Regions from separate parts of the Mus musculus genome. Here region 2 is linked to region 1. Evidence: chromatin contacts called from public capture Hi-C data. All regions are on one chromosome and are shown on one strand. The core of a region is the stretch at or near the end of the contact, and the rest is flanking DNA. Distances in the headings are between cores, read along the strand shown.

What was found. Capture Hi-C pulls out chosen DNA fragments and counts their contacts.
Region 2: a contact with region 1 is called in a capture Hi-C map of embryonic stem cells, with 2.2 times the contacts expected there. The contact joins two enhancer-like sites. A contact is called at or near these places in 1 of 39 promoter capture datasets (the C10 cell line) and 1 of 9 other capture datasets (embryonic stem cells).

Annotation. Positions count from the first base shown.
Region 1 is chr2:27,736,746-27,742,617 of GRCm38.p6, forward strand. Rxra (retinoid X receptor alpha) reads left to right here. Exons shown (of 10, transcript NM_011305.3): 2 at 554-819; 3 at 4,308-4,458; 4 at 5,019-5,198. Among named protein-coding and RNA genes, the nearest start is that of Rxra, 62 kb to the left of the region's middle. Within about 2 kb of position 3,681, at least 214 of the 459 cell types and tissues checked have an H3K27ac peak or open chromatin away from gene starts, as enhancers often do. A contact at or near this core is called in embryonic stem cells, where this site is marked.
Region 2 is chr2:28,514,185-28,519,811 of GRCm38.p6, forward strand. It overlaps a transcript of Ralgds not described here. Among named protein-coding and RNA genes, the nearest start is that of Ralgds, 16 kb to the right of the region's middle. Within about 2 kb of position 4,322, at least 227 of the 459 cell types and tissues checked have an H3K27ac peak or open chromatin away from gene starts, as enhancers often do. A contact at or near this core is called in embryonic stem cells, where this site is marked.

The DNA of each region.
Region 1 (5,872 bases), core at 2,431-4,930:
GGCAGCAGGAAAGGCCAAGACTGAGAGATGAGAGGGAAGGAAGAAAGCGGGGGGAGGGAAGGGGGATTCTCAGAGCACCAGCCTCAGAGGGGTCTGTAGCTCCCAACATGGTGTGTATCTCTGCCCTGTGCAGGCTCCTCACTGTCTTCTCCGTGGCCTGTCAGGCCTGTGGGCACTAGATTTGACACCTGGTGACCTCCCCAGCCTCTGGAGTTGGGGAGGCCTGACTGAGATTTTTCATGTGTTTGAAACCCTGCTTGAAAGGTTGGCATGTGGCGTGGAGCGAGAGGGGCCAAGGGCCTGTAGTCGGAACTGCCCTGCTGTGGTACCCAGAAGTCTAGGTCATGTGGTCCAGAGGGAAGGGTCACAGACATTAGAGCCTTTAGCTTGCTGTGCTCGTCCTGAACCCAGAGAGTCTAAGATGGATGCCAGTGGCATCTCTTGGGGCCCTTAAAGATAGTCTGGCTTTTAGAGTATGGCAAGGGGTCCTCGGGAGATTCCCAGGTCCTAGAGGATGCTCTAACTCTCCTTCCTGCCAATTCTTGTCTTGCAGACTTCTCTACCCAGGTGAACTCTTCGTCCCTCAACTCTCCAACGGGTCGAGGCTCCATGGCTGTCCCCTCGCTGCACCCCTCCTTGGGTCCGGGAATCGGCTCTCCACTGGGCTCGCCTGGGCAGCTGCACTCTCCTATCAGCACCCTGAGCTCCCCCATCAATGGCATGGGTCCGCCCTTCTCTGTCATCAGCTCCCCCATGGGCCCGCACTCCATGTCGGTACCCACCACACCCACATTGGGCTTCGGGACTGGTAGCCCCCAGGTAAGTGCTAGGATGAGGTTTAGTGACATGGGACAGAAAATGGGAGCTTCCCCTGTAGGCTGTAAACCAATGGTTCAGAACTGAGATTTCTACTGTTTCTTCATGAGAGTGGGCTACAGAGCAAAAGCTGGTCTCCGAGAGTAGTGGTAGGACTGAGCCTCACTCTGGCTGACCCACACTGGCTTCGAAAGCTCTGTCAGTTGAAATTTCTTGCAGCTGGTCTTCAGCTCAGCCTGGAGCCTGTCCCCAGGACTGTGGAACTCTGGGGTATATGCTTCCCCAGGCTTGGGGCCATCTTCCAGTGGTCCCTGAGGGCTCATAGGTTCCTCTTCCTGGGACACTGGCCTCAGTATACCCAGGCCTTCAGGGAAAGCACATCCTGGTCCTGGGAACCCACCCTTAGGTTCTACAGAGGCCCCTGGCGGCAGCCTCTGCATGGGCTCTGGCTCTCTGTGGCCCTGTGGATGGTGGCTATCTGCAAGACGTGACTTCCTTTTCTGTGGGCTTGGTAGAGCCCTCGTCTTGCTGTGGGCACTCTAGGGGTCTTGCTCAGCCTCTTCCTCCCAAGCCCTGAATGCTTGATGGATATCTTATAGAGCCTCACCCTGCTTCTATTTTCTTGAGGGTCTTGGTGAGTTTCTAACAGGATTTTGTCCTTGGCGTACACGAAACTCTGCATCTGGAAAACCAGCTCCTTGGGGTTCCTTTTACCTTTTCTGAAACAGGTCAGGGATCCCCTTTCTGCTCTGAGCTTCTCGGGTTGGGTTCTGTTTTCCACCCCCAGTAGCTTTGCTGTGCCACCTCCCTGTGGCATACCTGGAACCATCCTCACTAGAACCAGAGGGCCAACAGCACCTTTGTGTCCCTTGATTTCCAAAGCCTTGTGCCCTGAGCCATGACATCCGTGCCCCCCTTCCTGGTGCCGGGGGTGTGTAGAGAGACCACTTACACCTCACCAGGTAGCCTCTTGAGACTGGTCTGAGCCTCTTAAGCTTCTCCTCCAGACAATCTGGCTGCTTTTTCTAGGTCGATTCCATATAAGCCCCTTTGCCCTAGTGTGTGTGTGTGTGTGTGTATGTGTGTGTGTGTTTGCAAGCTAACCCAAGCATCTGAACACATAGAAGGGCTAGGGTGTTATTTATGAGCAATCTGTTACACTGTCCCCTGCTCCCCACCTTGCTTTTCAGAAGCAGACAGAAGGCCTGAGGTGCTGCTGGCATGACTGCCTGTGTGCAGGCATGAAGCAGGCCTGATCATGCAGCCACCTCCCCTGGCATGGCCATGCTCTTTTTTATCATAGCTTCTCTGTACCCTTGCTAGCTCTGGAAGCCATGAGTAGTGAGGGTAAATGAAGAGCTGATCTCCATAGTTCCCTGGCTTCAGTGTTGACCCCTCTTGGCTCTCGGCTCCATGAGGTTCCTTGCTATGTCAGGCCACAGCCACCCGGTGCCCAAGCCATTGATGTGGCTCATGTGTTTTGGGGGCTCTACTAAGACAGGGCCCAGTGGGATGCTCCCCACTACTTCCCAGACCCCACTGTCTGTCTGTCCATGCTGGCTTCCCTGGGTAATTTACAACTGGGAAGCATTTCTGACTGCCCAGATGTAGAGAGCAAGGCATCAAGGCCTCTGATTGTCCTGATTTACGGGGAGGATCTCGCACTGTGGGAACTGCAGTGACTTTGTAAGCGTGTGTTTCATGATGGCTATAGCCAGGCAGATGGGGAACGGGGCTGTGGGGAGCGTGCAGTGCATGAGAGCAGGTCTGCTCTGGATAGCTCATCTGAGTGGGCTTGGGAGGACAGGGTGAGGTAGGAGTGGAAGACAGGGTGCCTGAGAGATAGGTGGGGACCCAGGTGCAGTAGTGATGGGGTGGAACTGAAATAAATGCTAAGGATATGAAAGGGGAAATGGGATGGCCCCCACCCAGGGAGTCTTCGGGCTCCAGCGAGGGCTGCCCAGTCCTGGGTCTCCTGAAAGATGGGTCAGAAGTACCCAGGACGATGGGGCTGTGGTTCGTGGGGGATGCTGAGGAAGGAAAGAATAGAAACTGTCCTGGTCCGTCAGCTCAAATCTGGGAAGGGCAAAGAAATCGTCTTCCAAGTCACGGGTTCCCACGTTGCCTACTGTGGAGCTCTCGGGGCCAGGGTGGGGGTGGGGGCCGGCTCGGTGCTACAGATCAACCTCTGCTCTGCCCTGACATCAGGTTTCACGGGCCCCAAGCTGTTTATTCTGCCCAGAGCCAAGACCTCCAGAAACCTGCAGGGTTAGGCTTCCCATACAGTGAGTGGAGTGGAGGGATGTACAGTCTTGCCAGCAAAAGCCGGCTGTCTCCCTGCCGCCCGTCTCCCTGCCGCCCCAGGATTCCTACATAGGGCCTTCAGCCAGTGAACACCACAGGGACTGCTGCTCTCTTCTGCAGTGAGATGGCCTGCCTGCCGCTAAGACCTTCCACGTCCTGACAACCCCCTCTGACACACTCAGAGTTGGTTCTCTGTGTGGATCTCCAGGCTCCCCAGCAGCCCCCCTAAAGCTAACCGGGATGAGGTATCCTTGCTGAACCTCACAGTCTGTGTCACAGTGCCGGCCAGCTAGGGCTGCAGAATCTGCTCTTTTCCTGCCCCGTGAGAAAGGGGTGGGGGATGGGGCAGGAGGCCCTGAGGAAGGCGGGGAGGTTCCCCTTGCAGGGGGGCAGCAGGGGCTATACAAGGCCAGTGCGGACTGTACAGCTGGCTTTCTGCCGTTGTCAGGGGTTTTCAGAAGTGGGGGGACTACCCAGCCGGGCTCTGACGCCCTGGCAGATAGGCAGGCTGAGGGAAGCGCCTCTGGGCCCTGTGCTTACTGCAGAGCTAGGCTGGAGGCTGCGGAACCAAAACTGCTGTGTCATTGCGACGCTGCAGCTGTTGCCTGGGTGACAGGGTGAGTTTCCCACGCTTGCCCCTGGCGGCCAGCGGGCAGGGAGAGGCGAGGGGTGTGCTGAGGCCAAGATAGCCACATGGGCCCTATGGCTTGATGTCTGGGGTGTCCACTTGCTTTCCTCTCCTGTTCTGCCCCCAGATACCACTGTCATGCAGGGTGGTGGGGATATGTGTGACTCTGGAGGAGTCCAGCCTGATTGCAGCCCTGAACCTGGGCCTCTTGTCCTCACCCGGGTGGTGGGGGAGTGCCGAGTGCCCGGGCTCTCATGTGTCCAGGGCCCATGGCACATTGTTAAATGGCAGCTGTAGCTCCTTGGTGGGTGGTGGGGAGTAAGTGAGCCTCTTGTATGGTGCCGAGAGTGCTGGGATCACTGAGATGTAAGGACTTTGGTACCCTGCAGTGGCCTGGCTCTCATGAGGGGGTACTCTGAGGATGGTCCTGTTAGCTTGTAGCTGTTCTGGCCTGAGTGAGGCTCTGTAGAGGGGAGTTTTTCCTTGTAGGAGACCCCGCTCTCATTAGTGCCCATCCCCAGCCTGCCAGGGCTAACCTACCCCACTCCTCCTCTTGCAGCTCAATTCACCCATGAACCCTGTGAGCAGCACTGAGGATATCAAGCCGCCACTAGGCCTCAATGGCGTCCTCAAGGTTCCTGCCCATCCCTCAGGAAATATGGCCTCCTTCACCAAGCACATCTGTGCTATCTGTGGGGACCGCTCCTCAGGTAGGAATGCCTGGTGGGCAGGGGCACAATACCTGGGCACAGCTCACTGAGTCTCCCTAGCTTTTTCCATTGGGTTGGGTACAGAGAAGCAAGAGCCCAGGGTAGCCCCTTGTGCCTGATAGAATAAGGGGTGGGTTGGGAGCTCCAGGGGTCTCATTTTGTCCTCAAGTGAGGTGGACATTAGGATGGGAAGGGTGGTCTAGAGGTATGCCAAGAGAAGATGTAGGCATGGATGGCTGAGGTGCAGTGTCTGCTGGCCTCCACTCTGGGCCAAGCCTGAGCCGAGAATAGTGCCCATCCTCTTCCAGGGCACAATAGCTCAGGCACAGAGAGCACAAGACCACCATTGTTGGGGATGCTGTGCTCAGGGCTGCTGACCCATAGCGCCAATCTGTAGTAGCGGTGGACCTGTTCTCTGATGAACAGGGAGGATCAGAGTCCAGCCTGAGCCCAGACAAGGACTCTAAAACCTGGATACAGAGCCCTGGTCTGCAGCATGACACGTGGGTGAGAGAGGGCCTTGTCATTAAGTTCACCCATCCTCTACCCCCACCCTGCAGGCAAACACTATGGGGTATACAGTTGTGAGGGCTGCAAGGGCTTCTTCAAGAGGACAGTACGCAAAGACCTGACCTACACCTGCCGAGACAACAAGGACTGCCTGATCGACAAGAGACAGCGGAACCGGTGTCAGTACTGCCGCTACCAGAAGTGCCTGGCCATGGGCATGAAGCGGGAAGGTAGGCTTTGAACACCCTCCTGCCTGGCATGCTCTTCTCATCAGGGGGCCTCCATTGTCCCTTCCTCAGCATTCTTTATGTGGGGGGCATTTGCATACAGAGTCCAGGCCTGCAGTTTGCAGTTTGCCAGACTCTGGTAGAGCCTGGCAGGTTTCTCTGTGTGCCTCCTGCTCAGCAGAGCCCCTGGCCTATGCTGTTAAGACAGCTGTCTGGATAGCTTGCCTTCACGCCAGCCCTTCCCCAACCAGACTCTCCCTGTTCTGCTGTGTGGCTAGGTTTTAGGATTTTAGAACAGACAAGATAGACCAGGTCTGTCCCACTGGCAGCATGGCTCCTAGGACAAGACTCTTGAGGTATGGCTGGGGTGAGCCAGCAGTGTTGGAGACAGATGAGGCTTGGAGAGCAAGCACCGGGCCAGAAGCACAGCAGAGGAGGCTGGAAGCAGAAGTGGGGGCGAGGAAGGTGGGAAGAGAGGCTTGGTACCTACATGATCTCTGCCTGCCTAGGGAGGAGATGGCAAGGGAGGCTCATGAGATAAGGTACATTTGGGTTGGAGTGGGGGAAGGGGCCCCTAGAGACCACCAAGTATCTCCCAGAGCCTGCTGAATTCAGGTGAGGGTCATCTTGGGCTTCCCTTCTTCTCAAGGCCACTTGCAGTTTCATCCCTGGCAGGG
Region 2 (5,627 bases), core at 3,072-5,571, 780 kb after region 1:
GGATGCTTGGCCCTTGTGACTCGTCCCCGCCCCCGGGGGTTTCAGGGGCTTGTGGAATGTCTTTTGGCTTTGGTTCTCCTACAATGACCCATAAAAATTCTAGGAAAATGCCTTCCCCCTGGTGGACTTGCTAAGCAGCCTTAGGGTTTGAGTGACTTAAAGGCCAGAGTAACTAGAGGGAGGCAAACTCTAGACCATTCCTCCAGGATCCAAGGACAAGACCACCCTAGTTAGAATGTGTGATTCTTATTTGAAATGGGGTCAGGGTCATTGCCTAGACTGAAAGAGGAGGCCCCCTGAGTGAGCCAGAGTCCCAGAGCCATCAGAAGGAAAGAGGGGTGAAATGAGGCTCCTGAGGTCTTTGTGGTAACCCCTGAAACATACAGGTCTTGTTCCTTTGCCCAGCTGGGGCCTGGGAGACCTGCTACCTTGACAACCCGCAAACAAAAGGTAGTGTTTTGTTTTCAGGGTTTCTTGCCTGGGGGCTGTAGTGCTGGTACTGACCACTGGGGGGCAGCAGTATCCTTTTAGTCAATGGAGCAACTGCGGGGGAGGGGGACAGAGTTCCAAGAGTCATTCTTTCGGTGTTGTGTGTTCCACTCTTTCAGGCCTCCCCCAACTAGCATCCCTGTCCTCAGAGTGAGTTGGGTGTAAGGGCCCTGGCTTCCTCTTGTCTTTTCCCGTAGTGCCTTGCGTGCCTGAACTCTAACCAGTGGCTACCTTGCTCCTGGGTGTGGCTCTTAAAATGACGGCTGTAGGTAGGTCCTGCCCTTAGGAAACACCTAAGAGCCGGGCGTGGTGGCGAGCGCCTTTAATCCCAGCACTCGGAAGCTGAGGCAGGCGGATTTCTGAGTTCGAGGCCAGCCTGGTCTACAGAGTGAGTTCCAGGATAGCCAGGGCTACACAGAGAAACCCTGTCTCGAACCCCCTGCTCCCCCCCAAAAAAAGGAAACACCTAAGAATACAAGAGGAGAAGCAGATGTTCTGTTTATCCTCCGAGGTGTGAGAATCTGCCCCTGACTCACAGCCAACGGCCCCCAGACCTTGATAATAATCCATTTCATGTTACAAGACCCACGCTGGCTCAGCTGGGAAGAACCACTTTGGAGCTCATCCTGCTGTGGTTGGCAGGATCCACGGTGACCATGAGACCTCTCTGGCTTCTTGGCCATGTGGACCTGCCTTTCTGTAAAACGGCTCATAACATCAGAACCTGCCGCCTCCTCAGAGTCGGACAGGGAAGACGGAGGGCCAGGAGGAAACAAGAAATCCAGTAAGACACAAGATGCTTTCTAAACAGAACATTGGCCGTGACCTTGTGGTCATGGTATTTGTTAGTTGGAAGCTAGTCAGTTCCAGCCCACTTCAGGGGATGGGGTTAGGGCTGGTGGGGATCGGCCGGCGGCTTAGGGTTGATGTATGGGCTGAGCAGAAGAGTTAGCATGCAGGCCAATGGGAGGTGTGTGCCAGAGGGGCACATCTGACTTTGCTTACCTGTCGACCCTCCAGTGTGTAGGCTGGGAGAGGAGACCAAGAGAGGACATGACTGTCCCTGTACCACTGCCCAGAGCCAGGCTTGCTGTAGTTTATATCCCTGCCACTCTCCATCCCCACCCACAATTCTTCCAACTCTTAAGGTTGTGTTTTAGTCACAGCTGACAGCAGTCCCCAAGTGTTACGGTGTCATCTTACACACACATACACACACACACACACACACACACACACACACGGTCAAGTAGGTGCTGGAATGAGTCTCCACTGTGCTTATGGGAGACCAGGTAGGCCTTGAGAGGAAAACAAAGGACAGAGATGGGTGACTCACATGGCCTTTAGCCTCCTGAGATCGAAGGGCCAGGGATATGGAAACACAGAGGTTGGTTGTCCTGGCACCAGGGTGGCCATGAGCAGCAGGAAGCATCTTCTTCCTCACCTGCTATTGCCTTCATTGCTGTCACCCCACCCCACCCCACCCCCCATCTGCACACCTGCTGCTGTCTCTTGACTTTTTCCTCTTCCATTTTCAGGTATGTGTGTTATACATATATGTGTATATATGTTGTGCATGAGTTTTGGTTCATTTGTTTTGAGACTGGGTCTCTACATAGCACTAGCTATCCTGGAACTCACTGTGTAGACCCCAGAACTCACAGACATCCTCTTCCGAGTGCTGGGAACTCCAACACACTGGGCGTAGATGCATGTGTTGGCACATGCATATGGTAGGTGCTGTGATCATTGAGGGAGGCAGGGTCTCAACTAATAGGGCTGGGCTTGCTGGCCAGCTTGCTCTGGAGATTCCGTCTCTATCCTTTGAGGCTAGATTTATATCTGTCTGGATAGCCACAGCCATCAGGCATTTGCCTGAGTCGTGGAGGTCCTGGCCCTGTAACCTCTGAGCCATTTCCCCAGCTTCTGACTTTTACGGTTGTCTGAACTTGGTGAAGTAGCAGAGCTGGAGAGCCATTCATCCATGTGCTTGTGCATCTCATAGGTCAGCCACACGAGAGAAAGCAGGAAGAGCAGTGCAGAAAGCTGACAGGGAGCGAGACAAGAGTCAGCGAGGTAGGCATGACGGTGACAAAAAGGTGACAGGCCTGGTACGTTGTGTTAGTGTCCTGTGGCTGCTCTAGCAGAATGCCATATACTGGATGACCCTGTGCAACAGAAATCTCTCGTGGTTCTAGAGGACAGAAGCCTAAAAGCAAGGCATCAACACCACTGAACCACAGCTTCTGGCATGGCTGTAGTCCTTAGCTTTAAATCCCCCTAAACGTGTCTGTAGTCCTCTGCCTCCACACAGCTGCCTCTGTGTGTCTGTGTCTCTGTGTGTCTGTGTCTGGTTGTCTCCATTACTGTAAGGACATCGTGTGTGTGTGTGTGTGTGTGTGTGTGTGTGTGTGTGTGTGTGTGTGTGTGAGAGAGAGAGAGAGAGAGAGAGAGAGAGAGAGTGTGTGAGAGTGAGAGAGTGAGCCCTGACCTGACCCCATCCCAGTCTAGCCTTGTGTTGCCTGGATCTGCAGGACCCAAGGGCTTTTGGAAGGACACAGCTGAGCCTGTGAGGAGGGTTATAGGGAAGGCCAGGTTCCTTAGGATCTGGCAGAATTTCACCTGTGTAGGAAGGCTTGAAGGCCACCAATGGTAGCACCAGCAGGTGGCGCTGTAACCTCTGGTGTGGAAGTTCAGTACTGCACTGCCCTGTCCCGAGTTTCCACAAAAGCTCATCTGGTTGCCAGGAGACAAAGCAAACTGTAAACAGGTCAGGAGTCATCCTTGGTGACACACACTGAAGGAAATCAGAATGAGAGCAGGCGAGCAGCAGGGTGTTGCTGGTAACCACTGAGGAGACCTCAGCTTCTCCCCCACCCCCTCTCCCCAACACACACACCTTGGGGCCTGGACTTTGCCTCCCTCTGGCTCGTCACCAGTAAGTTGCCTTGGCCTACTGCAGTTTCCAGACAGCTCCCCTACCTATTACCACAGGCCACAAGAAGTAGTTTTAGGGAAAGGTGAGCTGCTTATACAACACATGGCTGGCAGGGACCTTAGCCTTAGCCTGTCCCAGAGGAGGCATGTCTACCCAGCATGGCCTGCTGCCAACACTGGTTGGCTGGGCATGGGGACAACCCCTGGTTGGGTAATGGCAAGCCCCAGGTGACACTCCTTTACAGACAAGCCAGGGAGGGGCCAGGCACCAGGGCTAGGGCGGAGAATGCCTTCCAGTTATACTGGGCTTCTAGTGGTCAGAGCCCTGTCAAGGCAGGAAGAGCCTGAGTTGGTGGTTAGCAGGAATGGAGATGCAAACCAAGCTAGACAGATTTTTTTCATCCCCCTGACTCTAATGAGGGCCTCAACTCTGCTTTCTGTGTTGGGTCTTGAACCTCAAGAGAATCCTCTCTTAGAGGGTCACGGGGTGGTGCACGACTGCAATCCCAGCTGAGGCAGGAGAATTATGAGTTCAAGGTCATCCTGAGGTACACTGTGAGACCTGAATCCCCTACACACACACCCCCAAACTGAGTCTTAGAGGCATAGTACTTTCTTGGATAGGTGGCTTCCTTGTAGGCAAAGGTAGGTTTGGGGAGCCTCCAGGGCCCCTTACAGGTAGCTGAGACAGCCTGAGGAGGTAGAGATGGGAAGGAATGTGGCATCTCCATAAAAATGACAAGTCCCAGAAGAAGGGAGAGTTCCCATGGCAACCTAGTACAGTTGCTTAGCAACCATAGTCCCCCAAAATACCTGCAGGAAGACTCCCGGCTAGGGGCTTTCCCACCGCCTGTGTGTGGCTCTTAGCTCTGAGTGGTTACCTCCTGTGGTTGATCCACCCACACCTCCATATAGGGCCTAGCAGCCCACAGCCCCAGGATCCTTACTGAGAGAAACCCCAGTCTACTCCCTCTTCCTATTACCCCAAGCTGCAGCTGCCTACCATCAGGCCAGTCCCTTAGCAACCAATGCCATTTTCTAGATATCCGAGTGACAATTGGACAGTGGTAGAATGTCAGAAAGATTCAGAATCAGCTGTACAGTCAATTGTAGCCTGGTGCCGGCCATTCCAGAGGGACAGGCACGATGTTTTAACAACACAAATACCCTGTAGCCCCGGACTCCCTAGTCCTGGGGCACGGCAGCATCCCAGGTGTGGCAAAGACCAAGAGTCCCCTGGAGCTCCTGGAATACAAGGCTGTGGTCTCAAACCAACTTTGAGACTAACTAGCCGGCTGACCACAGCATAATTCCTCTTGACCTGTTTCTCCATCTCTGGCTCATCTGTCCCTTTCCCTGTGTGCTCACCACTTTAAACATCAATACTGCCCCGTAAGTTATGTCACGTTTGGGGACTTGCATGGGATGTGGGAAATCGGGCCCAGGGCCTGCACGTGGCTGAGTCTGCCTGCCTCCGCTGGTAGATTCCAGGGTTTGAGGTTGAGGTAACTGGATTCCAGCACACAGTCTGGGCAGCTGGACACTGGGCTTGAGGTTTTAGTATTAAATATCCTGAAATGATTGCTAAGCCAGTCAGTGTTTTTTCGTTTGTTTGTATATTTTTTAGAACAATATCACCATGTAGATCAGGCTGGCCTTGAACTCATAGAGATCTGCCTGCCCCTACCTCCTACGTTCTGGGATAAAGGTGCATGCTACCATCCTTCAGAACCTGTCTGTGTTCTCTCTCCTTCCCCTTTCCCTTTCTCCAAGGAAATTCCCACTCCTGGCCTCCCTGCAAGGGAATAGGTAACTATAGATCCCCTTAGGTGCTGCTATGTTCATTTGTGGAGCCCAACCCTGTGCTGGAAGAAGGCTGTTCAGGGACACAGTCTAGCAAGAGGTGGCCTCTGGCTACCTCCTGGACTGGCCTTGTAGCCCTGCCCTTAGACTGGGTGCATAATTAAGGAGCTGAGGCTTCTTGCTCTTGCGGGGCTGGGTGAGAGGACTGAGTCCTCTCCCTGCTCGCCTCCTCTGAGTTGAAACCCAGAGTCTGTTCCCCTGAAGAGGGCTGAGCCGTTGCCCTTGAGCACTGCCCAAGGCCCTTTATTGCCAAAGGAGATGAGGAGAGGTGGGCCTGTGTAACCTACCTCCTCTTCTGTCTCTTCCCGGATTCCATCCTGACCCTAGAGGTGACATGT